2 separate regions of the Mus musculus genome follow, and region 1 is linked to region 2. A link is a contact called in public Hi-C data. All regions are on one chromosome and are shown on one strand. Each heading gives the region's core, a stretch centred on a gene start, on an enhancer-like site or on the middle of the called end of the contact. The rest is flanking DNA. Distances are from core to core; before and after follow the strand shown. Region 1 overlaps Tcf12 (transcription factor 12). Region 2 has its middle 62 kb from the start of Cgnl1.

Region 1 (5,821 bases), core at 153-2,652, 220 kb before region 2:
TAGCAAGTGCCTTTACCTGCTAAACCATTTTTGTTATTCTGAAATGATGTTAGTTTTTAAACCTGTTTCCAAGTCATTCTTTTAACTATCGTTGTTTCCATCTTCTTTCCTGTTTCCTCTTCTTCCTCATCATCATTAAGTTTTATATTGGAATGGGACCCAGGGCCTATCACCCTCTAACAGTGCTAGATCCTTAGGTCTTCTGCTTCTGACTTTGTGTTTGTTGTTAACAACATTAAAGTTTACAACTTTTATTTTTTGAAATAAATCATTAATGATTTTGTTTTCAAGAAGTTTTAGATCCATTTATTTTATATGTATGAATATTTTAGCTGCATGTATGTATATATGTGGTATGTGCATGCCTGGTGCCTGGATAGTTCAGAAGTGGTCATTGGATTTCTTGGAACTGGAAGTAAAATGCTTGTTAGACAGATACCATGTGGCTGCTGGGAACCAGAGCCTATTTCTTTGCAAGAGTAACTAGTGTTCTTAACTGAGTCTACTAGTTATAATTATTTGGCATTTTACTGAATGATAACTCTTAGTTGTCTGTAAAAGAACCATCAAAATAAATACCCAATGATGTGCTATCCTGGTGTCACTATAATTTCTACAAAGGCTGAAGTATGAAAAGAGAGACATTCTGTAGTATCTTATAGAATGTTGAGGACTTTGGAGTAACAACCTGTAATCACACAACCTTAACCTTCTTAAGCAAAACATGATCTGATTTTTGTTCATAGTATGATTGATACCTGTCTTTCTGTTAGTTACATTTGAACCTTGGCTCTTTGTGAAACTGGAGACTGTTTCTTAATGTTAGGTTACATTTAAGAATACTTGAGTCTATGTGACAATGAGAATTGAGTAACTGAAAAGTTAGACGTTAACTCCTTCTAAGTAGTTATTAGACACATGTACTTATTTTGTCATCTACTGAATACATCTTTAAACCCAGGACAAAATGAATGAAACAGCTATTTGAGGACTCTACAGAATAAATAAATACCAGGTAGATTGAGAAGACTAGAATTCAAAGTACCATCTGACTGGTATGTGAACATTTTTTTTTTCTTACAGTATCCTTGCACATGGACTTAAGCACCATCTGAAACCTAGACAGAAAACATTGAAAGAAGTCTGCTAGGTGTGATCAAAAAGCTGTAGAGATAACTTCTAAGTTGAGAGCCCTGACCTGGTGCCCCTTTCTCTCATGGCATTGTCATCAGAAGCTACAATGGTAGCCTGAAGCCAGGACTGTGAGGGATGGGAAGAAGTTTTTCTCTGCAGGTGACAGTCATTCTCCCCCCTCACATTTCCCCTCTTCTACTTGATCAAGGCAGATACTGTGTCATATGTGACCAGTTAGGGAATGAAAGCACCAGCATTCTGTTTGGAGAAGTGAGAAGAGACTAGTTCAGAAATTAGGCACTACTGAGGGCACATGTAAGCAGTGCTGTCACCTCACTGGATTTCATCATGATGCAAACAGTAAACATGGACGTTATAGCGGGTGTTGTACACGGTTCTGACAGACAGTTTTGGATGTTCTAGAATTGAATGGAAAGGTCTGAGTAGAGAAATAGATGAGGGAAGGTATGGAGATATTAGAAATGAAAAGCACTAAGAGAATAACTCACTAGCAGAATGTGAAGAACTTGAAGTAAGTCAGTAGAAAAATTTCTATCTGAACAGTAGAGAATACATGTTAAAATTGAACAGTTTTGAGGAATTATGGGACTATAAAATATTGGATATTTTGAAAACAATTGCATAGTGAGAAAGTACTTGTAGAATTAGGGAGCTTACAACCTCACAAATTTAGAGAAAAACATAAAGATACAAATTTAGAGAATCCAAAGTAGAACAACTCTGAAGAAATCCAGGCCATATCTTCATATATCTGGAAGTAACACAGAAGGAAAATCAGGAAGTTGGAAACAGCCAGAGAAAATTGATACCCTCTTTCCCTAATTACCTTGACTTTCACATCAGAACCCATGGAAATGAGAAGAAAGAAGCTAAAGAAGTGTTTAGAATACTCAAAGACAAGCACTATGTACAATCAGAGAAGTGATTTTTAGATATGAACAAGTGTGATGATTTTTAGAAGGTGATGTAATGATCCAAGTGAAGAACAGTATTCATTGGTCAGCAGACCTGCTCTAAAAGAGAACTAAGTGTGTTCTTAAGCCAGAAGGGAAAATGATATTCAAAGGAGATTTGGATGTTAGGAGTGAGTGAAGAGGAACACAGTCATAGATCATTTTTTTTCATGAGCTCTTTAAAATATATTTAGCAGTAGTAAACAAAAATGTGAATGGATGCATTATTCTATGTAACATTTAAAGACCATTTGTGAAAAGTTAATCATAGAGCCACTATTAAAAAAACCTAAAAGGTGTTAGGGCAACAATATATAAATAAAGATGAAATGCTCAACCTGGAAGAAGGCAAGGTAGGGAAAACAAGCAAGCAAAAAAAAAAAAAAAAGAATAAAATGCCAAGGATAAATTTTTACATATCAGTAAGTTTTAAATGGCATAAGTGCACTATTAAGAGTTTTTAAGAGCTGGGCAGTGGTGGCTCAAACCTTTAATCCCAATACTTGGGAGGCAGAGGCAGGCAGATTTCCGAGTTCCAGGCCAGCCTGGTCTACGGAGTGAGTTCCAAGACAGCCAGGGCTACACAGTGAAACTTTGTCTAGGAAAACAAAACAAAACAAAACAACAACAACAAAAAGTTTTTAAGGATACATCACAGGTGTCCCTACTATGCTATTTATTAGAGGCATACTTCAAATATTGTAACATAGGGATGCTAAAAGTGAAAAGATGAAACATTGACAATTAATAGCAAAGTAGACTTGAAATACTCATAGTGCAGGGAAATATTGACAGACAACAGAATTTAAAAATGTACAAATCAAGATTTGAGAGCACCTAAAGTTGAAATAAACAATGAAATGGGGTTGTTGATATGAACACTTTTCTTAGGGACAGGTAGAACCAGGAGACACAGACCATCAGGTTTATAGAACTCATGGACAGTACTGTTAACCAGCTGGACTTATTTAACATCTGTAGAATATTTTACTCTGTGTGCTTGTTTGAATATGCTTGGCCCAGGGAAGTGGCACTATCAGGAGGTGTGGCCATGTTGGAGGGGTACGGCCTTGTTGAAGGAAGTGTGACACTGTGGGAGTGGGCTTTGATACCCTCCTCCTAGCTGCCAGATGCCAGTTTTCTTCTGTTTGATTTTGAGACAAAATGTAGAACTCTTAGCTCTTTCAGAGCACACCTGCCTGGACACTATCATGCTTCCTACCGTGAAGATAATGAACTGAACTTCAGAACCTGTAAGCCAGCCCCAGTTAAATGTCCTTTATAAGAGTTGCCTTGGGCATGGTATCTGTTTACAGCAGTAAAGCCCTAACTTAGACACCCAACATGAACAGGATGTAAATTCTAAGTATGCATAGAATATTTTTGGTAAACCATAGATTTGTTCTCAGTATAAATCTTAAATAGATCATAATAGAAATAATCTAGTAATTAGGAATGAAAGACAACAATAACAACAACAAAAAGGAATGAAAGACAATAGGAAAATTTCTAAGTATTTGTAGTTTCAACAGCAGACTTCTAAATAAGCTATTTGGTCACAGACTAAGGCTAATGGGTAATTAAAAGATGTTGTCAACTAATATAGCACATCTGAAATTACACAGTATATTCAAGATCGAAAGGAAATTGGTTATAGTTAGTGCTGATAATAGAATTATAAAAAGGCCTCAAACTAGTAATCTTATTTTCATTTCAAGAAACTAAGCAAACAGAAGACAGAATAAATCCAAAAATAAAAGAAAGACAATATGTTCAAAGCAGAAACACTGTAGTCTAAATCAGTGAAAGAATTTTCCTTTTTTTTAGGTGAAGAAAATTGAGTTGTAGAAGTATGATTAAAAAAGGAATAACAAATACAGCCAGCATTATCAAAGAAACTCCAGAAATCCGAAGGACAAGAAATACAAACCCCAAAACAGTTTTACATAAATATGACAATTTAGTTCTTTGGAAAACAACAAAAAAGGGGGTATAACTTGTTTGTCTGTGGCCATCCTACCCTGAACATACTTGATTTCCTCTGCTCTTAGAAGCTAAACAAGGTTGAGCTTTCTTTCTTTTTTTTTTTTTTTTTAAAAGGTGGTGGGGGGGATATACTGTAATCCTAGATGCCCAATGAAAACTAGAAGAAAAAATAAGCCAAGAAAGCAAGGCTGACATAAAACATCCTATAGAAGATACTGTGACACAGCACCCTTTTCATCTAGGAGTCTTAGGGCCCACTGTGTTAGCTTTCCTGAATGTCTTGATACCTCTGCTGGGATGATGAATCTCCCAGAAGGGCTGACACCTAATAATAGAGAGCTATGATATCTTAAAGTCTTAGTTTAAAGCAGAACAGCAGTTGAGAGACATTTTAACTCCTGAAGGGTTGCAGAGAAGCTCTTCAAACTTTATCTGAAGGAGTTTGTACATTTTAAGTTGACATCTAAACTTATAAATTATGTGTATCAATAATATTCACGCATATAGTTTGCATGTTTGGAACTGACGCTTAAAATTAAGTTGCTGTTTTAAATGTTCCCTGTGAAACAGCTGTAATAATTTGATTCCTACCATCATTATCCATTTAAAAGAACAGGTGTAAGATGCTGATATTGACAGTGTTGCTAATGCAGAGGACATTGTGGTGTTTCTCACTAGGGCTTCCGTGGAAATCAGCACTTTTGCCTTGGGTTGATGAAGATCACTTTGCACAGGTCATTGTTTCTGGCCATTTCTGGCTGATTTATTACATTGGACTTTGCTAAGGTTATAGTTTTGTCCTAGTTCAGCTAATCAATTCCATTCATACCATTATGACCATTATGACCTTTGCAACTACTTGTGTCAGTTTGTAGGACTCTTTGCATCATGATAATGACACTCCTTTAATTACAAAAGCCACTCAGCATACAAAAGGTGTGGTAGACCTTCCAAATTCTCTACTGTTATGACTCCAGAATTGAATTTTAGAATGGTCACAAAATTAAATAATAACAACAAGATCAACAAACCACTCCACTCCTCAAATTCTGCCAATTTCTTCTTGATTAGGAATAGTTTGGTCATTTGCATGTAGTTATTCCCAGAGTGTGTTATTTCTCAGTAATAAACTGGGTAATAATCAGAACAAAAGGCTCATGAAGTAACAGACAATCTTAAAAAACATGACCTCTTTTGTTCAGTGTCCCCACATTCATTCCCCCACTCCTGCCCTTTTCCTACATTCTTTTTCTCCCTCCTCCTTTCCTCTTGTTTATTTGATAGTTTGCAGTGTTCCTTGTCATTCATTCATTTCACCTTGTCATTCATTTCAGGTGTCAATCTGTACAAAATGTGGTCATTCCTTAACTTTTGAAGTCTACTGGGACCATGTCCTAATTTGTGTTCCTCCTACACAAAACACCTGTTGACAGCTCCAGATGTCTTTCCCTTCCCCATTCCTATAGCTGCTGCTCAGTCTCCCTGACCTGGCTCTGTGTGGAAAAACAGGACAGGTTGGGCTTTCTTCTCTTAGGCAGTCACTTTAAAAAATAAAGACCCATTTCTTGGTCTTAACTGATGCCCAAAGGATTTGTTTTGGAAGGCCATGTTTAAAACATCTTCCCTGAGCCCTGCCCTTCTTCTGTTCCTCATGTGGAATACAGAAATTGTGCTTGGCATTGATTCCCAGATGGCCAGACATGACCTTGATTCTATAGCAGAAGCAC
Region 2 (5,419 bases), core at 54-2,553:
AGGGATGATGGAAATGTAGGAGAGATGCAAATGAAACTGGACTGGGTATTGTCCCTTGTTAAGCTGGGTGGGAGTCATTATCATGACTTCAGAAAATGTGTGAGATTTTCTTCACAGTGAATGGTGGAAGTACTTAAACAGGAAAGGACTCTGCATTCTTTCCTGACTTCGTACTTCAGGGGATGAGACACTGGTCTCTACTCAGCCAGACAAATACGCCTGTGAGGAGACAGCTCTAAACAGTGGGGAGCAGCGCAGACTGCAGAGTCTCTGAAACCAGCATATACCATGGGGACAGCAGGACATGGGACACTGAGGATTATACAACTTGCATAGAGATATCAGTCTGGAAAGGGCCACAGGTCAAGAAGAGAGGCCTCAGTGGGGGATATCACTCGCCATAGATGGGACCCAAGAGTTGATTTCTCCCACTCAGTGGGGATCTGTCCCAGGATTAATGTGACAACAGAAGGAAGAGAGCCTGTTGTGATCCTAAGGCTAGCAGGTGACCCAGCCAGAGCTGTACTACTGTCACTCAGGACAAAGAGATGGCAGGCACCCAGAGTTCTCCCTGGGCTCTCCAAGGTTGAGGTTGAGGACAAGGTCAGCACCCCCCTAAACCTCCAACCTTCTTCAGAGGAAGGGATGCATCATCCAGAGAGCTACAGTCTTGTGGGAAGACCATGGGATGACATGTCCAGATCTGCCCAGGGAGGCAGAAAGGCTGCCAGACCACAGCATGTGGGAGAGTGCTTTCTACAAGGACCTAGATGATGTTAGGAGCTTGGGGGCCTGGGAAGGCCAAATGTTTAATATTTGGAAAAGAGGCTGTCTAAACAAAGCAATTAGAAGGCGCCTTTGTAGTTCCATGAAAGAGATGGATTGGCTCTTCCAACATCAAAGGAAGGCTGATACAATGGGGACGAGCCAGGCCTAGGCCTCCTGTGGGGGAAGGGACCCTCTGCTCTCTGCAGGGCACAGACTGCTTTGAAGCCCCCCAATAAAACTTGCTCCAAATCACTTAACACGCTTCCTAAAACTTCTGCCATAAAGCTATCACTCTCTAAAGCCACTTCTAAAAAATAGCATTCGCCACCAAGCCAGAGACCCACTTGGGATTCATCCCTCACTTTTTGCAGCAGAGATGCAGAGTGTGGGCTGTCCCCTTCTTCAGGTGGACCCCACAAGGAAGAGGAAGCCGACTTAGCAAAAACGAGGGAGTTCTGATTATCCACTGGTGACCAAGCAAGTCAGTGAGTGGATCTGAGTGCAACCTGCTTTGCTTGTAAAAAGGAAATGAAACCAAAGCCCTTACCACCAAGCCTAATGGTGTAAGTTCTACGCCCAGATCGCCATAGTGGGAGGAGAGAACCAACTTCCACAAGTTGTCCTCTAATCACCACATGTATGACAATGAAACATGCACACACACATGCATACACACACAATGTAATCCAAAGAAAACATTGTTATTGGAGATGGCAGTCCCTCAACACATGGGTCAGGTAGTTCTGGATGGAAGGTAGTTGCAGACAAGGAATCAAGAGAATCATGTGGATGGGTTCTTGTAGGCTCAAGAACTAAGACAGATGATTCAGGGACCTGCCCCAGAGCTCTGACTGGCCTAGCATCCTCCGATGCAGCCAGGGCCAGAGCCTGAAGCCCAGGCTAGTCTGTTTGAACACAGGTTGACATTAGAGATTCACTTAAATGCAGTGGTTCTTACTTCTCATACCTATACTTTGAAGTGGTTATAGGTAACATGAGCCTTAGTATTTATTTCCTGGTAAACGATCCTAGAAAAAGAAACCAAGCATGGAAGCAGCACCAAGGAGGCTGAGGCAGAAGGAACTTCAGATGGGGCTAGCCTGGACTAGCTTTGCATAGGGAAATCGAGCACACGGTAGATGAAATAAAAATATTACATCAGTATTAACTATGAAAATAAATAGTGATACATCTGACCATCTCACTGTCACCTGCAGCCTGAACAGGGAAACCCCCTCTTCCCATTCCTTTTTGCCCTCTCTCACACAGCCACCAGACAAAAGCAAAAGTCTGTAATGCACAGACTTACTTCAAAGAACTGACTATTGCAGACTTGGGGGTTGACAAGTGCAAAGTCTTCATGAGCAATGTTGGCGACCTGAAGGACAGGCATAGCTCGATGCATTCAACCCTAAGGCCCATCATGTAGACTTATAGACTTCCATCTTGCTGGCAGGAGGAGGGTCAGGTTTTGTTCTATCCAGGCAATAAACTGTTCAGCTAAAGCCTACCTACCTTATGGGAAAGCAATCTACTATTACTCTACAGCCATCACCATCCCATAATATGCCCCAGAAACATCCAGCCCAACATTTGATCACATTGCTTTGCTAAGCTGGCTTTAACCACCCTCTTCCTCGTTGCCTATGCTCAATACAGCAACCAAAAACTACTATTAAAATGAATGAATGTCAAGAGTTCAGTTGGTAGAGTGCTTGTCTAGCAAAACAGAAACCCTGGCTTCCATCCCCAGTGCCACATAAAACCAGGGGTGATGGTATGCACCCATAATTTCATCACTCAAGAGGGAGGGGTAGGGGGCTGGAGAGATGGCTCAGTCGTTAAGAGCACTGACTGTTCTCCCAGAGGTCCTGAGTTCAATTCCCAGCAACCACATGGTGACTCACAACCATCTGTAATGGGAGCTGATGCCCTTCTTCTGGTGTGTCTGAAGAGAGCAATGGTGTACTCAGATACATAAAATAAATAATAAATCTTTATTTAAAAAGATTTTTTTAAAAAAAGAGGAAGGGGTAGAGCCATCAGAAATTCAAGATCATCCTCAGTTACAAGTGAATTCCAGGTCAGCCTGGGCTCCTGGGCTGGTGTCTCATGGGCTGTGAGTATGAATGAAAGAGAGGTGACCTGCCACTACAGCCTGGTACAACCTGCTCCACAAGTGAAGGGTCGGATCTGGCTATCCTGCCCTCCCTCGGCGACAGAGTACCTTTACTCAGTCCACACTGGGCAAGGGAACTAAACAGCAGTTGTTCCAGGTGAGAGCACTCACACCAGTAACTGGAAAATCTGTAAGTTTCTCATCTATGAAATGGGGGTGATGGATGAGATAGAAGCCACCCAGTGAAGGCTAACGTCAGAATCCAGGCCACCAGAAAACCCCTTGAGAGGTCTGAACTCTTGGCATGAGCCATTTATTAAACTCTGTCCCACGTGATGCACAGTTATTAATACTTGTGTTTCTGTGTCCAGGGACAACCTCAGGTCGCTGAGAGGGGCTCAGTGTGGGCCAGCCCGGTGCCTGTAGGTTCAGGTTCCTCCCTATGGCCCTCAGGGAGAGAAGGAAGCTCTGCAGACCCAAGGCCGGAGCCCATCAAAGGTTCTCACAGAAAGGCATGCAAAGCCGCAGAGACCTCTGGACTGGTGAGGAGTCCAGTTTGAATTCCAGACTCGGGTTTGGGGTGTTTGTGTTTTGCTACTTGCTATAAGATCCTGAGCACGAGCCTTAACTTCTCTGGGCTTCAGGTCTCACCCATGTAAATTGTAAAGAGGTAGATTCAGGCCTTAGGAGGGGAGCCTCTGTCGGAACTTCTCTGTTCCCCCTCCAGCTGACGTTGCTACGCTTTTCTCAAAGCTGAGCCGCCCCGCACTTATCAAAAGCCGGCACTGTTAGAGACTTTCCCGAGTGTGTATTTAGTAGGCAATATTTGTCCCGCTGGTCTTTGCCCTGGGCTTCCTACGCACTGGCTCTTTTGTTTCTCTGGTCCATCTGCCCTGATGGTTCTCATCTGGGGGTTGTCCTAAGCTGCTCAAAGGGCCAGGTTTGTTTTAATTAAAAACAAGACCACCGAGTGGGCTGCTAGACCCTGCTGGAAGGCAGGGGCAAAGATCTGTGAGATCCTTTCTTTTCTGACGTTTGGTTTTAGATCAAGACCCTAGTGTAGGCTATGCAGGTCCCTAGTCATGGGAGGGGCGGAGCCTTGGAGTCCTGGGGCATGAAGCAGCAGTTCCTGTCCATGCAAGGCGAGAGGGTGCTTTCCACAGCTGGGCCAGGATGGGACGAATCTTTGCTTCGGATCTGTTTTCCCGGTGCGACTTCTTCCTAGGCAGGTTCCTTCTAGACCTAAGTCTCGTGTTGGATGCTGCCTAGTGTCTCCAGCAGATCTCAGAAGCCCAGACTGTTGCCACCAGGGTATCTGCCTTCGCCTTCTCACTTGGCCCTTTCTCCCAGGGTCGGCCCGCAGCTCCGGGGCGCCCCCTGCTGTCCGAAACTGCAGGCCTTGACCTTAGCTGCCCCATTCATAGGCAAACTGGGGGGTAAAACTTGCGCAAGGAGGCCTCAGGACATAGTGCCCAGGCCCACAACGTAATTCAGATACCACACTGCCATCCTTTCTTTAAAATCAGAAGGAAGAAAAACAAATTGGGGGTGGAAATTGTGTTTTAATATGTAATATTAATATACCTTTAAACTAACCCTCATAAAATGGAACTCTAAATACGATAATAGGGAAAGGGACCTGGGGCCCAGGGAAATTCTAACACAGCCCTGTGCTCCCTTGCAGCTGCTCAGGAAGGATCTCTGGGACATGACACTGATCAGGATCCTGTATTTTTCTTTAGTAATAACATAAAAAAGTATATGGTTTACAATGGTCTGAGAACAAACCTATGGTTTAGGCTTCATATCTCAAAAAATAGATGTACTTGGTGTTCATGAAAGTTACAGATTTGATTCCATGTGGAATACAGGGACAGTCACTGTGGGGTAGAGACTGGGTAGTAGCCCTCACGGCTGCAGCCACTGCAGCTCTGCCTTTGGAAGGCTGGTTAGTCACTGTAGAACCCCTACACTGAGGTGGTGGGGAGAACCCTGTGTCTATATACAGTCACAGGCCGAGGTGGCTGGGTTTAAGGCTGAAGTGAATTGGAAGGAAAGATAGAAACCAACATGTCCATGTACTGAAAAGAGTGTTCAAACTACACGGCACAAATCAGTGAACCGTGATGGTTGGCTGGCACCTCATGACACACAGCCACAAAGGCTGCTGGTTACAGAAGTGGGGACAGGAGAGAAGTCAGGAATGGGGGCAGGAAGGAGCTGCACTCAGGTAGATTGGCTAGCCCTGTGAGAGATGCCTCTCCATGTTTGTGATACAAGAAGTTTGCTCAGCAGGATTTAGTGCCAGAAACTATGTCTCAGACCCGGCTCTCCTACTTCTGCCTGGGTATCTCCTGTCTTTTTTGTAAACTGGAATTTAGTGTGTGTGTGTGTGTGTGTGTGTGTGTGTGTGTGTGTGTGTGTGTGTGCACGCGCGCGCGTGCACGTGTGTTTGTGCTTGTGCGTGTGTGTGAGCATACATGTTCCTACAGCACTAGTGTGGAGGTCGGAGGATAACTTGCTAGAGTCATT

Evidence for each region. Hi-C and Micro-C count contacts between places; a contact is called where the count stands out from the background.
Region 1: a contact with region 2 is called in a Hi-C map of bone marrow-derived macrophages, with 22 read pairs. The contact joins two enhancer-like sites. A contact is called at or near these places in 5 of 39 promoter capture datasets (embryonic stem cells, liver, pre-B cells and 2 more), 1 of 15 datasets of contacts at CTCF or cohesin (large pre-B cells), 5 of 484 Hi-C or Micro-C datasets (bone marrow-derived macrophages, embryonic stem cells and olfactory sensory neurons) and 1 of 9 other capture datasets (embryonic stem cells).

Annotation. Positions count from the first base shown.
Region 1 is chr9:72,048,957-72,054,777 of GRCm38.p6, reverse strand. All of the region lies in intron 3 of Tcf12 (transcription factor 12), which reads left to right. Among named protein-coding and RNA genes, the nearest start is that of Tcf12, 60 kb to the left of the region's middle. Within about 2 kb of position 1,402, at least 3 of the 459 cell types and tissues checked have an H3K27ac peak or open chromatin away from gene starts, as enhancers often do. A contact at or near this core is called in bone marrow-derived macrophages, where this site is marked.
Region 2 is chr9:71,830,800-71,836,218 of GRCm38.p6, reverse strand. No RefSeq gene overlaps it. Among named protein-coding and RNA genes, the nearest start is that of Cgnl1, 62 kb to the right of the region's middle. Within about 2 kb of position 1,303, at least 26 of the 459 cell types and tissues checked have an H3K27ac peak or open chromatin away from gene starts, as enhancers often do. A contact at or near this core is called in bone marrow-derived macrophages, where this site is marked.